Linked DNA regions of Sus scrofa: region 2 is linked to region 1. The links are chromatin contacts, called in public HiChIP or PLAC-seq maps. All regions are on one chromosome and are shown on one strand. Each heading gives the region's core, a stretch centred on a gene start, on an enhancer-like site or on the middle of the called end of the contact. The rest is flanking DNA. Distances are from core to core; before and after follow the strand shown. Region 1 holds the start of LRP11 (low-density lipoprotein receptor-related protein 11). Region 2 overlaps LRP11 (low-density lipoprotein receptor-related protein 11).

Region 1 (2,919 bases), core at 164-2,663:
AAAGGAAAAGAAAAGGAATTTACATGACTTCCAGGACATCTGAAAGTTACTGAATTCAAGTGGGGTAAACACCTCAGAGATGCAAGAAACTGAAGCCCAAGTGCTGCTCCCCAGACATAGCCTTCAGGGCTAAGAGATCCTTTTTTTTTTTTTTTTTTTTTTTTTCAGCCTCAAAAGCACTCAAATACACCCCCGCACATACACAAAAAAAATTTTTAATTTCTCCCTCACAAGAACTACTAGGTTTATTTTTTTCTCTTTTCTTTTTTTCTATTTTTACTTTCACTTTATCTAATTTCGCCTCCTACTCTGTTCTGGACTGAAAGCAATGGGCTCCTAAATGTCAGCTGTGAAAATAAAAATTATGGCAGAGACTGCTGTTTTCCTACCCAGCTATTTATTTTTAGCTTCCTAGAAAATACATTTAATGATGTACCATTCACAACGTTCAAGTTTCTAATAAAAAATTTCTGGGTGTGCTAAAAAGAAAATGTGATTCATTATCAAGAGAAAAATGAGTCAATAGAAAGGAACTCAGAGGGTTAAGAACCCAGCTAGTATGCACGAGGATTGCCAGGTGGATCAGGGGTCTCCCTCAGTGTGTTAAGGATCCATGGATGCTGAATGCTGCCAAGTAGGTCACAAATCGGCTGGGATCTGGTGGTGGTGTGGCTGGGGCTGGGGCTGGGGCATAGGCTGGAAGCTGCAGCTCCAATTCAACCCCTAGCCCTGGAACTTCCATATGCTAACAGGTGCGGCCCTAAAGAGAAAAAGAAAAAAGAAATGGACTCAGAAATAAAGATCACAGGCAGCTAGAACTCCCAGGTGTAAGCCTTCCCTGGGTGGGAGGTTTTCAGACGTCTTTTCATACGTTTTATTAAGTCACAGAAAACACCATTTCTCTAGATCTTACAAGACCTCAGCTGAAGGCCTCTGCACACGCAGTGAGTGACGTCATCATGTCCTCTAATTGACTGTGTTCAGATTTCCACAGGGAATGTGACGGCTATTTGCGTATTTTTCCACAGCACCGCCCGCCATCTGTTCCACAATTAGGCCTGGGGACATAAGGTGGAGGAGACAATCAGAGTGAAGGACCGAAGAGAGTGCCTGATGGTTCCCCAGTCGCTGGAGCGGGCTCTGAGGTCACAAGGATGTGTGGACACCCCCCTTCCTTTCACCCCAAGTGCCCGTACCCCTCTGAGCCGGCAACTGAGCATCTCTGGCTAGTTAATAAAGCCCAGGGTTCTTAGACATGAACCCCGCCCAGATTCAGAGGGCCACAGGCACAAAGTCCCTTTCCGGGGGCGCTCTGCTGCGGAGTTACTTTCGCTTAAACCCAGGGAAACCTCCGGGTGTGGGCGGAGTCCACGCGAGCAAAGGAAGGGGGCGGGAGGGGCGGGCCTGGGCGGGGCTTGGCACGCCCCGCCCCCACGGCCACTGTTCACCTCCCCGGTGCTGATCTTCACCGAGGGCGCCCTGACCGGCGGCGGAGAGGCGCCGGCGCCCCAGAAACCCCCGGAAAGGACGCAGAGCGGTATAGGGCCGAGCCGGCTATGCCTCTCGCTGCTGCCGTGCCCGCGGGCGACCGCGCTCCCGCAACCTCGGGGGCGCAGCGGGGCCCCGGGGAGGCTGCGCTCTGAGGCGCCGGGGCCTAGCGCCCGCCGCGACCTCGCAGGAAGGCCGCAGCCCCGAGCTCGCCCGGCTCCCTCGCGCTCTGCGGCCCCTCCTCGGCTCGCTTCCTCCGCCACCGGCCGCCATGGCCTCTGCCACCCGGGAGAGCACGGGTTCGGGGCGCAAGCGGCCTCCGCGGCGCCCGGCACTGCACGGACTGCTGCTGCTGTGCTTGTGGCTGCCCAGCGGCCGCGCGGCAGCATCGCCCTCCGCGCCGCTCTCCGAGCTGCATGCGCAGCTCTCGGGAGTGGAGCAGCTGCTGGAGGAGTTCCGCCGGCAGCTGCAGCAAGAACGACCGCAGGAGGAGCTGGAGCTGGAGCTGCGCGCGGGCGGCGGCCCCCAGGAAGGCTGCCCGGGCCCGGGCGGCGGCGGCTACAGTGCCATGCCCGACGCCATCATCCGCACCAAGGACTCCATCGCCGCCGGCGCCAGCTTTCTGAGGGCGCCGGCGGCCGTGCGGGACTGGCGGCAGTGCCTGGCCGCCTGCTGCCTCGAGCCGCGCTGTTCCGTGGCGGTGGTGGAGCTGTCCCGGCGGCCCGCGTCCCCGGCCGCCGCGCTCGGCTGCTACCTCTTCAACTGCACGGCGCGCGGCCGAAACGTCTGCAAGTTCGCGCTGCACCGCGGCTACAGCAGTTACAGCCTCAGCCGCGGCTCAGAAGATGAGCAGGAAGGCCTGGAAGCTGGCGCCCCGGCCACCGCCCGGGCTTCCGCTCGGCTGGGTAAGCACGCCACCGGAGGCTGGGGTCACTTGGGTCCTGCTGTCGCGTTCTTGCACCTGTTGGTGGCTGCACTTGGGAGACCCGCCCAGGCAGGACCGCCGGACCCTCCTCAACCGAGTCAGAAATGCAACACCCTCCATCCAAATAAACACACTTAATTGCGGGTATCCAGAAGAGTGGCTTTGATTTCTCAGTCCTCGGGGTGGTTTTTGAGAAATCCCAGTAAATTGAGCAGAAGTAGGCACGGTGGGCTGCTTGAGGAATTCTTCTAAGCTTAAGGAGGAAAGCTAATCTGAGAGGATTCACAGAAACTGGATTTAAAGGAATTGAAGGCGGGGGCGGGGGGGGTATTTTAGTCTCGGGTTCTTATAAGTCATGGTTTGTTTCAAGCAAGTGCAAGAACAAAATCTAATTAGAAGCCAGATTATGCATAGTACACCCTTATTTCTTAGCTTGGCTCTCAGGATTCCTGAATCCACCTAGAGTTGCTTTCATCAGGCAGAAATGGGAAGGGAAGTGTGTCAGG
Region 2 (2,919 bases), core at 136-2,635, 35 kb after region 1:
GCTCCCCCAGGCCTTCTCCACAGGAGGTGAGAAGACAGTTCTTCCCTCACATCCACAATGGCCAACAGAAACCAGGCCATGGGTGTTTAAGCGGCATTTTATATTCTGACTATGCATCCCATGGGCTCTTCCATTTTATCTTTGGCCATTGTTGAATGAGAAAGTCTTCACCAAAAATATGACAAAAATAGGCTGCATTAGATTTGGGGCGAAGTGACACTGCCAAGTCAGGATAGGGGACCCTCCCTCGCCCCCAGGGGATGAGACTAGATTCTGAGCCTCGGGACCCCGCAGATGCTCCGTCTCTCCTTGACTCCATTTCGTAAGAGACAATCATCTGGCTTTTCCAGGAGAGAGTCTTGTTTAAAAGAGGGTGATCTTTTTGATATGTCTGTTCACAGACTGCATCTAAATAGTACATTTAAGCCACATTAAAATATAGGAAGCACATGTGTCGATTTAAAAGGACTATTTAAAATTTTTCTTGGAGGGGTTCCTGCTATAGTGCAATGGGCTAAGAATCCAGCTGTAGCAGCTCAGGTCATGGCAGAGACAAAGGTTCAATCCCCCGCCCAGCACACTGGGTTAGAGGATCCAGTGTTGATGCAGCTGCAGCTCAGATTCAGTCCCTGGCCTGGGAACTTCCACATCCCACAAGGTCAGACATAAAAAAAAAAAAAAAAAAAAAAAACCTTCATAGATACTCTACAAAGATACACAGGTTGATAACATAGCTCAACATATATTTTTCTTATATTCTGCTGTACAATGTAAACTCATTTATCTCATTTCTCAGTGTCTTACTTTTCCAAACATCTACATTTCTAAGATTAATTCATCAAGTTAAAAAAAAAACTTATATAGAACTTGGCAGCACTAAAGATACTGAGCTCACCCTGGAGAAGTGCTGGGAGGATGTCTGTGTGGGGTCCTGCCCCTCCGTCAGCGGATACTTTCTCAGCGTTTGCAGGAACTGTGCATGAAGTGGGCTCCACAGACCTTGCCCCTGCCTCCTACATCTTTGTTCCTCAGTATTTGGATGGTAATCAAGCCAGCAGTCAGGACAATGAGGATAAAAAGTTTGGAATGTGGGAGTTCCCATCATGGTGCAGCAGAACCAAATCTGACTAGTGTCAGTCAGTCGGTTAAGGATCCAGTGTTGCCGTGAACTGTGGTGTAAGTCACAGATGAGGCTCAGATCCCACATTGGACCCTTAGCCTGGGAACTTCCATATGCTGCAGGTGTGGCCCTAAAAGGAAAAAAAAAAAAAAAAATTGAGGTTGGCCGTTTCCCTGGCCAGCCAGGGTGTAAGCTTCCTCTAAGGAAAGAGCAGTGACCCCAGACTCTGGCCCCCCGGGGCACTGTGAGTCAGTGATGGTGAGCAAGCCAGCCGTCCAGCCCAGCGCACATGCCAACAGGCCCTGTCTGTTGATTTACTGCAACTTCACAGAAGAGCCAGACAGTTGCTCAAAAAGTACCTTGGAATGTTGGCCATGCTCCAGGCTGCTGGAAACACAGCATCAGCTCCAACTGGGATAGTCACCAGCAGAGGTCGGCGGGGCCCAGAGAGCTGTCCTCCTGGGAGCAGGGCTCCGGGCTCTGGGCCCAGGTCAAGTGCTGCTACTGGGAGGATGTGCTCCTGGGAAGCTGTCGCCCCTACGGAAATTAGAAAAGGGTGGCCTCTGTATGACCAAGACACCAAGAGGGAGAAAGGGCCTTAGCTGATGGAGGCAGAGGGCTGACACCTCACCAGCCACTTATTGTTCTGGCTTTTGTTCTCAGGCCAGTTTTCTGGGACTCCCAAGGCAAGTCGCTATTTGTACATTTCTGGCCTTTCTCAGGATGATGGTAAAGTGTGTTTGAAGCCCCAGAGTGATGTGACTCATCTTTGATTATTGAAAGGCCACTTGGGTAGAGGTTTTACATACATAGCTTTATATTGAAAATTAAAAGAATGCTGTAGTATTAACTGCTGTCTGGAATCACTCACTAGTTCAATTGGAATAACATAAGAATTAAAGTTAATATAACACAGAGACACCGAAAACAAGAGGTGTTTCTGTCCCCTCTATTACATACCTGGGTTTTGCAGTTAATGAGGAGCTTTCATGGTAACCAAGGGTGGCATCTTCTGGGGTAAAAGGCACACACATACTCCTGCTTCTGCAATAACATGGTTCAGTTGTAGATAAAGAGAGTGCGTGTTTTCAAGCTCTGCAAAAAATAATCCATTTAGAGAGCAAGGCAACAAACACTTCTAAGATGATCCAGATAAATGGTCTCCAAATAGGATCCCCCACAGATGGTCAGGACATTTTTAGGATGGAAAAGAAGGCACCAGAACTTTTCTTTTTTTTTTTAAGGCTGCACCTGCAGCATATGGAAGTTCCTGAGCTGGCAGTCAAATCAGAGCTATAGCTGCTGGCCTACAGCCACAGCAACGCCGGATCCAGTCTCATCTTCAACATGCACTGAAGCTTGCAGCAACGCTGGATCCTTAACCCACTGAGCAAGGCCAGGGATCAAACTCACATCCTTATGGACACTAGTCAGGTTCTTAACCTGCTTAGCCACAATGGGAACTCCCCAGAACTTGTATTTTTATTTTTAACCTTCTTTAAATGTTCAGTCTCTTTCATAACATGGATAACATGTTCATACAGGGGTCCAAGCCTATGATTTAAAGATTGAAGATATGTTTAGTCCATAAGTTTGAAGACCACTAATCCAGAAATAGATGGCTAATTTACCAATATGAATCTATCTCCAAAACTACCCAGGAATAAGTAAAGCCTTGAGATACTTAGGATTTTCATGTCATGAATTTAAGAAACGTGAGCAGAGGCTGCATTCTGCTGCTGTTCACAGCGTTTCCCTTTACTTTTCCTCCCAACTCCTTCCCTGTGACTGAAGCAGAT

What was found. HiChIP or PLAC-seq counts read pairs in DNA pulled down with a chosen protein or histone mark.
Region 2: a contact with region 1 is called in an H3K27ac HiChIP or PLAC-seq map of skeletal muscle. The contact joins the enhancer-like site here to the promoter of LRP11 in region 1. A contact is called at or near these places in 6 of 47 Hi-C or Micro-C datasets (alveolar macrophages, fetal heart ventricle, liver and 3 more) and 1 of 2 datasets of contacts at active chromatin or transcription factors (skeletal muscle).

Annotation. Positions count from the first base shown.
Region 1 is chr1:16,137,814-16,140,732 of Sscrofa11.1, forward strand. It overlaps LRP11 (low-density lipoprotein receptor-related protein 11), which reads left to right and starts at 1,414. Exons shown (of 7, transcript XM_001928988.5): 1 at 1,414-2,393. The coding sequence starts at 1,760.
Region 2 is chr1:16,172,891-16,175,809 of Sscrofa11.1, forward strand. LRP11 (low-density lipoprotein receptor-related protein 11) reads left to right here. Exons shown (of 7, transcript XM_001928988.5): 3 at 1-26. Among named protein-coding and RNA genes, the nearest start is that of LRP11, 35 kb to the left of the region's middle. Within about 2 kb of position 1,386, at least 15 of the 83 cell types and tissues checked have an H3K27ac peak or open chromatin away from gene starts, as enhancers often do. A contact at or near this core is called in skeletal muscle, where this site is marked.